Regions from separate parts of the Sus scrofa genome. Here region 2 is linked to region 1. A link is a contact called in public HiChIP or PLAC-seq data. All regions are on one chromosome and are shown on one strand. Each heading gives the region's core, a stretch centred on a gene start, on an enhancer-like site or on the middle of the called end of the contact. The rest is flanking DNA. Distances are from core to core; before and after follow the strand shown. Region 1 overlaps N4BP1 (NEDD4-binding protein 1). Region 2 overlaps LONP2 (lon protease homolog 2, peroxisomal).

What was found. HiChIP or PLAC-seq counts read pairs in DNA pulled down with a chosen protein or histone mark.
Region 2: an H3K27ac HiChIP or PLAC-seq map of skeletal muscle shows a contact between it and region 1. The contact joins two enhancer-like sites. A contact is called at or near these places in 2 of 2 datasets of contacts at active chromatin or transcription factors (alveolar macrophages and skeletal muscle).

The regions. Positions count from the first base shown.
Region 1 is chr6:36,151,248-36,156,130 of Sscrofa11.1, forward strand. It overlaps N4BP1 (NEDD4-binding protein 1), which reads left to right. Exons shown (of 7, transcript XM_003126990.5): 2 at 3,499-4,883. Among named protein-coding and RNA genes, the nearest start is that of N4BP1, 32 kb to the left of the region's middle. Within about 2 kb of position 2,469, at least 5 of the 83 cell types and tissues checked have an H3K27ac peak or open chromatin away from gene starts, as enhancers often do. A contact at or near this core is called in alveolar macrophages and skeletal muscle, where this site is marked.
Region 2 is chr6:36,410,036-36,415,281 of Sscrofa11.1, forward strand. It overlaps LONP2 (lon protease homolog 2, peroxisomal), which reads right to left. Exons shown (of 15, transcript XM_005664451.3): 10 at 3,802-3,928. Among named protein-coding and RNA genes, the nearest start is that of ABCC11, 50 kb to the right of the region's middle. Within about 2 kb of position 3,131, at least 35 of the 83 cell types and tissues checked have an H3K27ac peak or open chromatin away from gene starts, as enhancers often do. A contact at or near this core is called in alveolar macrophages and skeletal muscle, where this site is marked.

The DNA of each region.
Region 1 (4,883 bases), core at 1,219-3,718:
AGCCTTTCTCGGAAGTCACCTACTAAGAGTTCCTGTTGTGGCTCAGCACGTTAAGAACCCAACTAGTATGAATGAGGATGCAGGTTTGATCCCTGGCCCCGCTCTCTGGGTTAAGGATCTGGCGTTGCCACAAGGTGCAGTGTAGGTCACAGACATGGCTTGGATATGGCGTTGCTAAGGCTGTGGCATTGGCTGGCATGCCACACCAGTTCATCCCCTAGCCTGGGAACTTCCACATGCTGCAGGTATGCCTCCAAAAGGAAAAAAAAATATACAGTGCCAAAAAAAGGGGCTCATACCGCATAATTCTGGTTATGTAACATTTTTGACGTCACAAAATTATAAAGACAAAAACAGCCTTGTGATTGCCAATGGTAGGCATGGAAGTGGACTAAATATGTGACTATGAAAGGGTAGCATGAAGGAAATCTTTGTGGTGATAGAATAATTTTGTATCCTTTTTTTTTTTTTTTTTTTTTCCCTGTCTTTTTAGGGCCACACTTGTGGCGTATGGAAGTTCCCAGGCTTGGGGTTGAATTGGAGCTGCAGCTGCAGGCCTACACTGTACCTCATGGCAATGCTGGATCCTTAACCCACTGAGTGAGGCCAGGGATCGAACCTACATCCTATGGACACTAGTCAAATTTGTTTCCACTGAGCTACGACAGGAACTCCCCTAATTCTGTATCTTGATTGAAGTTGTGTTTTCATGAATCTACACATGTGATAAAATGGCATAGAACTGCATACACCCACTGCATCCATGTCAGTGTCCTGGTTTTGATTTTGTACTATAATAATGTATGCTGTAATGGTTGGAGGAAACTGGGTAAAGTACACAGAACCTTTATGTGTTATCTTTGCAGCTTCTCATGAACCTATAATTATTTCAGAATAAAAATAAATAGCTTCAAACCACAATCTAAATGCAGTATAAGTTCAAACAAGTGGTAGTTAAAATGTCTATTTGGAGGCCTTAAAGGATGCTCACGTCAGTATTTAACACTCTGCTTGCACATCTAGGAATAAAGGACAGTCAATTACTATACTTTGTGTTTAACACAATTACTGTCTTACAAAAGTAGCTCTAATAAACTGTTCTTAAAAAAAAACAAAAAAAAACAAAACTGGGAGTTCCTTGTGGCGCAGTGGAAATGAATCCAACTGGTATCCATGAGGATGTGTGTTCGATCCCTGGCATTGCTTGGTAGAACAAGGATCTGGCATTGCCGTGAACTGTGGTGTAGGTCACAAATGTAGCTTGGATCCCTCGTGGCTGTGACTGTGACAGGCAGATGTAGCTCCACTTTGACTCCTAGCCTGGGAACCTCCATATGCCCCACTTGTCCCCGACACCCAAAAAAGGCAGAGTTCCCATTGTGGCTTAATGGAAACAAATCTGACTAGTAGATTCAGGTTCAAACTCTGGCCTTGCTCAGTGGGTTAAGGATCCAGTGTTGCCGTGAGCTGTGGTGTAGGCTGGCAGCTGCTACTCTAATTTGACCCCTAGCATGAGAACTTCTACTTCTATAATGCCACAGATGCTGCTCTAAAAAGCCAAAAAAAAAAAGCTCCTCTGTCCAGCACCAGTTATCACCACGCTCACAAATATTCCAGGTTTATCCAAAAGAACATAAAGAAGTAAAGAACTCATGACTGGACATTATACTGCTTGGGTTGAGCTTTTCCAAATTGGCACTTTCCTTGTATTTCTGGTGTTTCGTTTCCTGCTGGGAATTTTTTTTTTTCCTTTTTACAGCCGTACCTGTGGCATATGGAAGTTCCCAGGCCAGGGATTGAATTGGAACTGAAGCTGAGGCCTATGCCACAGCCACAGCAGTGCCGGATCCTTGACCCACTGAGTGAGGCCAGGGATTGAACCTGCATCCTCATTGGGACAACAGGTTCTTAACTCACTGAGTCACAGTGGGAACTCCTCCTCACAGGAATTTTGTAATGCGAAATGTGTAAAGAAGGAATATGTACACACTTGTATATAAATTCTCATGGAAGATATGTGGCCATTATGAGAGCAAGTATACCTAGTAGGTCCAAGTTTGTAAAACCTCATCGTAACTGGTGATACACAAGTTGAATTTTTAAATAATACCATTTTGGATAACGCAATTCTAATTTTGGTTGAAAGTGTAGATCAGGTATTGCCAGGCTTATGTCTTACAGCTGTCTGTCCAAAAAGTTTTCACTGCTAATTTAAGTAACAGTGCTTTTATTATTTAGTCAACACCTGTCAGACACTGTTGTCAAAACTTTACATTCTCATTGAATTTCCTCAAAACACCTAAGATAGCATTAGCCTCTCACAGTTGCAGAAACTGGGCTCAGAGGGGCTTGGTAACTTGAGCAAGGTCACCAGTTGTAAGGCTGGAATTTGAGCCTAGGAGCTGACTGCAGTGCTCAAGTTATTAGCAAGTATGTTCCACGGTCACTGTGAGTGCCCCCTTGTTTACGTGATTCACACTTCTGCCTCCAGTGGCAACCGAATTGCTCAAGAACCCAGTTCCCTTTCTTACCTTGTTCAGACCTCTTTCAATACCAATTCACTAGAAACCCTAGCCTTATCTCTGAGAATGGCAGTACTACTCTGCACTTTGTGGTTCTTTATATTTAGATCTACATTTAAATAGCCTGGTCTTTCTTAGTAAATAGACATAAAATTATATAGCATATACATTGTTCCAGGCAGCTGGAAAGTTTTGTTTTTGTTTTTTGTTAATTTATTGTTTTGTTTTGTTTTTTAAATCAGTCTGTTTTATTTGGAAACAGTAGTAGCAAAGCAAAAGTCAGGGTTTGTTCTGGAGTAAAAGTTATTTGACTTGATTATCTTCTCTCTTAATTATATCATAGTTTTAAAAAGTGACTAGTAGCAAGCAAAGATGTTTATTGTTTATAGACGTAAATAAATCCAGTCTTGTCATTAACCACTGTGCAGCTGGGCAGACCCCTAAGATCACATGGCAAGATACACTATTGAAAAATGATATAAATACCTGCCTTTTAGACTTAGATGCACAGTTTTCAGTTCCTCTGAAAACAGTTAAGCAACTTATATTTGTTATTTTAAATATTTTAGATAAAATGTGGTATCTTCCCCAAAGATATTAGCATGCTTTTTTTTTTTTTTTTTTAAATCTTTTTAGGGCTGTACTCACAGCATATGGAAGTTACCAGGCTACGGATCGAGTCCGAGCTGTAACCACCTCTACCACAGCCACAGCAAGGCCAGATCCAGGCCCTGTCTGCGACCTACACCACAGCTCACAGCAACACCAATCCTTAACTCACTGAGCAAGGCCAGGGATCGAACCCGCATGCTCATGGATACTAATCAGATTCGTTTCTGCTGAGCCACCATGGGAACTCCCAGCATGCTCTGGATTTTTATACAGCTTGACATTTGTAATCTCACGTGTAACATAATATATGTGCTGTAAGGAGCTTTGGTAAATTGATCTCATTTTTCTTCTCTTCTCTTTGCAGGAATATATTAAAGGAATCTGTGAACCTGAACTAGAAGAAAGAGAATGTTACCCCAAGGCCATGCACTGCATTTTTGTTGGGGCTCAGAGCCTGTTTCTGAAGAGCTTGATTCAGGACACCTGTGCCGATCTCTGCATTCTCGACATCGGTCTTCTGGGCATCAGAGGAAGTGCCGAAGCTGTGGTCATGGCTCGGAGTCACATTCAGCAGTTTGTAAAGCTCTTCGAGAATAATGAGAACCTACCCAACAGCCAAAAAGAATCAGAGGTAAAAAGGGAATTTAAACAATTTGTTGAAGCTCGTGCAGACAGTTACACAATGGACTTGTTGATTTTGCCCACTTCCTTGAAAAAAGAACTTTTGGCACTGACCCAGGGCGAGGAGAATCTATTTGAAACAGGAGACAATGATGTTGTTGAAATTAGAGATTCTAAACAAAGAGAGTTTACGCAGAGTGCTGCCGCAGGGCTGAATATTTCCAGAGATGAAATTGTTTTGCAGGAAGATGCAAGAAACAAAGCTGGGACTCCCGTTACTGAGCTTACAAAACAAATGGACACAGTCTTTTCTAGCTCACAAGATGTCCTTTTTGTTCCAATAAATGGACTAACCCCAGATGAAGAGGCGCTTTCCAAAGATAGAGTTTGTCACAAAAGGAGATTTTCTGATTCTGAAGAAAGGCATACCAAGAAACAATTTTCTCTGGAAAATGTTCAAGAGGGAGAGCTTTTACATGAAGGTAAGACATTAGCTGGAAATGTAATCATTGACCTATCTGATTCTTCTACTGATGCCGAAAATTTAAATCCAGATGTAAAAGACACTACTGAGGAAATGGAATACAATATCCTCGTCAACTTTTTTAAAACCATGGGCTATTCTCAAGAAATTGTTGAAAAGGTCATTAGGGAGTACGGGCCAACTACTGAACCATTATTGCTGTTGGAGGAAATTGAGAAAGAAAATAAAAGATTCCAAGAAGAGAGAGAATTTTTACCTGGTACTACGTACCCAGAGACCAACAAAACCAAAAATAAAGGTGTTTGTAGCAGCGTAAATGAACTTACGACAGATTCCACTCCAAAGAAAACACAGACTCACACACAGCAAAACATGGTAGAAAAATTTTCTCAGCTACCATTCAAAGTTGAATCAAAACCATGTACCTCAAATTGCAAAATTAATACTTTCAGAACAGTGCCAATAGAACAGAAACAAGAAATCTGGAGTTCAAATCAGAACTACGTTTGTAACATAGACCTTGAAACCGATGGCCTTTCACCCTCTGTTGCCCCTTCAAGTCCCAAAGAAGTTGTCAATTTTGTTTCAAGAGGAGCTTCAAGTCACCAGCCCAGAATTCCCGTTTTTCCTGAAAACGGTTTGCA
Region 2 (5,246 bases), core at 1,881-4,380, 260 kb after region 1:
AACTAAAGCAAAACATACCTTGAGGCAGAAATCTAGTCTCCATCTGTAACTGTGCTAACTATCCTAGTCAATGTAGTCTCATTGTAGTGACTTCTAAAGAAGTATGCTAAGGATAAAAGCACTGTAATTTGGGGAAAATGGTTCTAAATGTGGTTATGCAGAGATGCCTTTTTTTTTTGGTCTTTTTGCCTTTTCTAGGGCTGCTCCCGTGGCATATGGAGATTCCCAGGCTTGGGGTCCAATTGAAGCTATAGCCACCAGCCTACGCCAGAGCCATAGCAATGCAGGATCTGAGCCATGTCTGCAACCTACACCACAGCTCACAGCAATGCCGGATCCTTAACCCACTGAGCAAGGCCAGGGATCGAACCCAAAACCTCATGGTTCCTAGTAGGATTTGTTAACCACTGAGCCACGATGGGAACTCCAATGCAGAGATGTCTTAAAACCTTTCATCTTAGACTCCAATGCCATAAGCCACTTCATAAACCTTTACATGATACAATCATTTTTGGCCACCGGACTCTGCATGGGTTTGAATGGAGCACATCAGGTAGAGACGGCTGTTTTATCTGAAAAAACCGGTTTAGGTAGTGAGACATATGTTTGAGACTCTGAGGAAGCAGATTTTTTTAAGTTCGGAGAAAAGACAAAAGTTCTCAGCTAAGCACTCTAAAGGAAAAAAAACCTCATTTCAATCAAAGGAACAGGAGATATAAGGATAAAGCCCATATTACACAAGTGCATGTAATTTCAGTAAAAAAGAAAATAGGGAGGCATTTTAAAAATAAACAAACCAAAATGTAAAAACAAAAACCCAATGTAGCTTCTGAGACAACTATCTGATGAGCTCAGATTAAAGGGTCTGGACAAAAGATGAAAGAGGAGGGCCGGAGGAAGCTTACAGAGGAATGGCATGAACATGCAGAAATGGTACCAGGAAGTTCAGAATGCATTGGAGCTGGCCAAAAATAATAAGGACATCGACAACAACGAAAGACTTCTTTTTCTAAGATGTTTAGAACAGTAATGGGCTAGGAACTAATGCAGACAGTGTAATAGTAACAGCTGACTGAAAGAAAACAGACACATCAACCCCTAATTAGAGTTTTTAAACCAAAAAAGGAAGAGTTACCAGGGCCAAATAAGAACTGGTTGATGTTTCTTACCTTGACTTGATGATTGTGAAGATGCCAATTTTTAAAGGATATAAAACTCACGTACTTGATGATAATTAAGATGAAAAAAAAAATCAATGTACGGCAACGGTAGCTGACACTAACTTGTATATTAAACTATCCACAACGGGGAGTTCCTGTTGTGGTTCAGCGGAAACAAATCCTATTAGTAACCATGAGGTTGCGGGTTCAATCCCTGGCCTTGCTCAGTGGGTTAAGGATCTGGGGTTGCCGTGAGTGGTGGTGTAGGTCGCAGATGCGGCTCGGATCTGGCGTTCTGTGGCTGTGGCATAGACTGGCAGCTGTAGCTCTGATTCGACCCCTAGCCTGGGGACCATCATATGCAGGCCCCAAAAGCAACAACAACAACAAAAAGTCCCTAACTGCAAACTTCTACATTTGGGCTTTAAAAAACTCAACTGTATAAATATAGAATGGAATAGACCAAGCGTAGCAGAAATTCATATGCAAGAGAACTAAAGGTATTAGGCAACTCTAAGTGCAAGAGGAAAGAGGATAACCTAAAAAAGCTAAAAATTTTGAGATAGAGTCATAAAATAATATAGTCGGAATAAGACAATTGGTGGTCTTCTTATATCATGAGCTATTTAGGCTACATCTGAAATACTCAGTTCCATTCTGGATGTTTAATTTTAAAAGAGACACTGACATTAGAGGAATCACTCAGAAAAAGACTAATCAGCAGAGTAAAATGTCTTTAAAGTAGGTTGAGAGGAATGATAAAAAGATAATAGGAATGTTTAACTTGAAGAATAGAGCATTTATGGGATGACAGCCTTTTTTTTTTTTTTTTTTTTTTTTTTTTTTTTTTTAATGCCAGAAGGGCTGTACAAGAAAGGGAGTATACTTAGATTCTAGGTGTATGTATAGGGCAGAATGAGAAAATGAGAGGGAGGTAAATATAAAGATTATTTTATAACAGTGACATTTACTCACCAAAGAGGAGTTTACAGTAACCACTGTAATTCAAGCAGGCTAGTTACGCTGGGAGCCAAGAGGGAGGGGGTGACTTCTAGGACTCCCTCTCTGCCTGCTGAACTCTATGGGTCTGACTACCACATAGGAGAAGACGAAAAACACGGGAAAGATGAAAAACTATGTCTGAAGTTGGGTAACTCACTAAATATCCAAAACCTGCTTGGTGTAGCAAATACCTGTGCTGTTTTTTAAAAATATGAAAACTGCTCAGAGAAATTTCCTGATGTTCACAGCTTTCAATATCTGATGTTTTGAGTGAACAAGTACATGAAAAGGAAACACGGAAGTTCCTTTGTGACAGGTAGGTTAAGGATCCAGCGTTGCCCCAACTGTGATGTAGACTGAAGCTGTGGCTCGGGTTCAATCCCTGGCCCAGGACCCTTGACATGCCAAGAATGCGGCCAAAAAATACATAAAAAAATATAGTGCTCTAAAAAAGAATAAAAAAAGAAAAAGAAAAAGAAATCGTTCTCCAGACAACAACTGGGAAATACAAATAGCAATTACTCCTCAAGTCATTCGCATTTAGATCCAGATAAGCTATGAATGGCTATTTTTCTCTATTGCTCATATATTACAGATGGGGAAGCTATCAAAAAGGGTTCAGTGACTTATTGAAAGTTACCCAAAGACATCAGGGGTGTTATCTGGAATAATGATATTTTTGGAAGACTTTGGTGTATAAATCACCTGTTTTATTTCCTCTGGCATCATCTACCCAGTAAGTCACAAGAAAAGGAACTCCCAGGTCAGACTGAGTCTTACTGTTTCGCATGTAAATTTAAACCGACTTCCAAAGAGACTTTCATAAGGAGGCTGGCTTCGATCAAAAAGCAGTCTGACTGGCCAAACTCTAAGTCAAAGTTCAAAACAGAGAGAGACTTCCCCTCCTTTGAAAACCAGTGGTTACTGGGAACAGGCTGCAGGAGGAGTCCTGGCAGCCTGACACCACTTGCCAGATGATGCAATGGACCTGCAATGCTGAGCCAGGAAAACTGTGAGAGGCTATTGTAGACAGAAATTCTCAACAGGATACATTTTCCAGTCAAACGTGCAATCTGTACGTCAGATGAAGCAATACTCTACTCAGATAATTTATGCACTGCTTGCCATAGGCTTAACTACTTGGTAGCTAACTTGGGAAAGTATCTTCTCTGTTGTTTGGTGTTAATTCCAAGGACGAAAACTAAGGATTTAAAAAAAAAAAAAAAAAACCTCTCAAAGGGAGGAAAAGAAAATCTGAGTAACTTCAAACCGATGTCTGGAAGCTGCATCTCACGTCTTGGGAGCATTCAACTTTCAGGATCCTGGGGCATAAAAGGTGTCTCAAGAGTTTCCATGTTTTTGGTTGTTAACTTATCAAATTAATTCCATGCGCTGCTGTTAGGGAAAAGTTGAAATTCTGGCTGAACTATGAGTCCTTAGTTAGCTATGAAGAGACTCTAAAAGTGCTTCCTCTGTGACTCTCTGCCTCCTACAGAGCCCTGTGCACGTCGACAGTTACACGGAAAGGTTTGCTGGGAACTGGCTGCACAGGGGAAAGCGGATGCTCTGAGGTGCCAGTCAAACAGGAATCTACGTTCCAGGCTTGGACATGACTGAAGCCTCAGGACAGCTGACTAACCTGGTGATGACGTCCAGAGTAGTCACCTGAGGGATCTGAATCTGCTGAGGAGTCAGCCCATGCTGCTCCAGTTGCTTTGGGATCAAGTGCCTGTGGGCGATCTCGATCTTCTCCTCTTGTGTATACCCTGGAAAGAAGCCGTCATTACTCACGTGGCGTCCACAGTGCCATGAGGAAATGCAATGCAGATTCAAAGGATCTTGGATTTAGAAGGAACTGAGGTATGACTTCCACTAAGACTATAATCAGTAGAAAGAAATTTAATCCCCAAGCAATAAATGTTCAAATTTCCAACTTCCTCACACATAAGACGAGCACTTACTAAAGAAGCACAGAGTTTGAAAGTCTTTTGATTAAATGATGTATCTCAAAGAGAAAAAAAAGCTATCTCATTAGAGATAATTACCTCCTTAACACAAATGCAAGTTTGTATTTTATTATTTAATAGGCAAATACCCTCTTTTCTTTAGCATAATTTGATACATAAAGGAAAAAACTTGCAATGGCAACAACAAAGACTCAATTACGATTTGGAGGGAAGAGCTGCAAGAGGGCTATTTCCAGAGTTTTGATTATAAATTTTAACAAAACAAAACAAAACTAAGGGGTCCCTATAAAAGCATTTTTCCCTCTAGATGTTGGAATTACACATTAATTTATATGTTTAAAAGACTTTATGTTCTTATCTACTTAAAAGCTTCAATGAATATAAATTTACTCTGTCGTTAAATTCTATCAGGTAAAATTCCAGTACGATAATTGCTCCCTTTCCATTTAACAAACCAAAATTAAAAAGATGAGTTGACAAGGTGTCTTTTGAGTAGAATGCAGAAATAAAAAACACCAGAAAAGCTGGAAGACAGGATAACCAAACCTGCACAAGAGGACAGCCTCACACGTCCACCTCTGCAGCAGCTGCCCCGATTATTTCACTTCCCGTTAGCATATTATGGATTTTCACCTTAATTTGCCGTTTCCAGGCAACTGGATCTCATTACTCATTTTTTTGAGTCTTATAAATAGGCAGAAAGTAAATTTTACTCCGCTGTATTAGAAAACTACAGAAACCTGCAGGGCTAACAGATAACTAAGAAATCTAATTATCAATTACTTGATAGTCAAAATATATTTCAGATTAATATGAAATACACATACTTAGGTTATATTTAAAATCTAAATATATTTAGATTATATTCTATTTTCATTTTAACATATACCCACTGATATTTGATCTCTTCTAGGGAAAAGGAATTCCGAGCAATTTAAATAAGGGAGAGACATTAAGATTTACTAAGTGTAACCAAAGGATTTTTTAACACGCTCCAGTGAAGAAGACATGGGGAAAAAAGTATATAACTATTTGACAGATTCAACTAAAAAGAAGAGGAATGTAAAAGCACCCTGTACTTTTATATAAAAATGAGGTCAGATGTAATAAAGAGAAT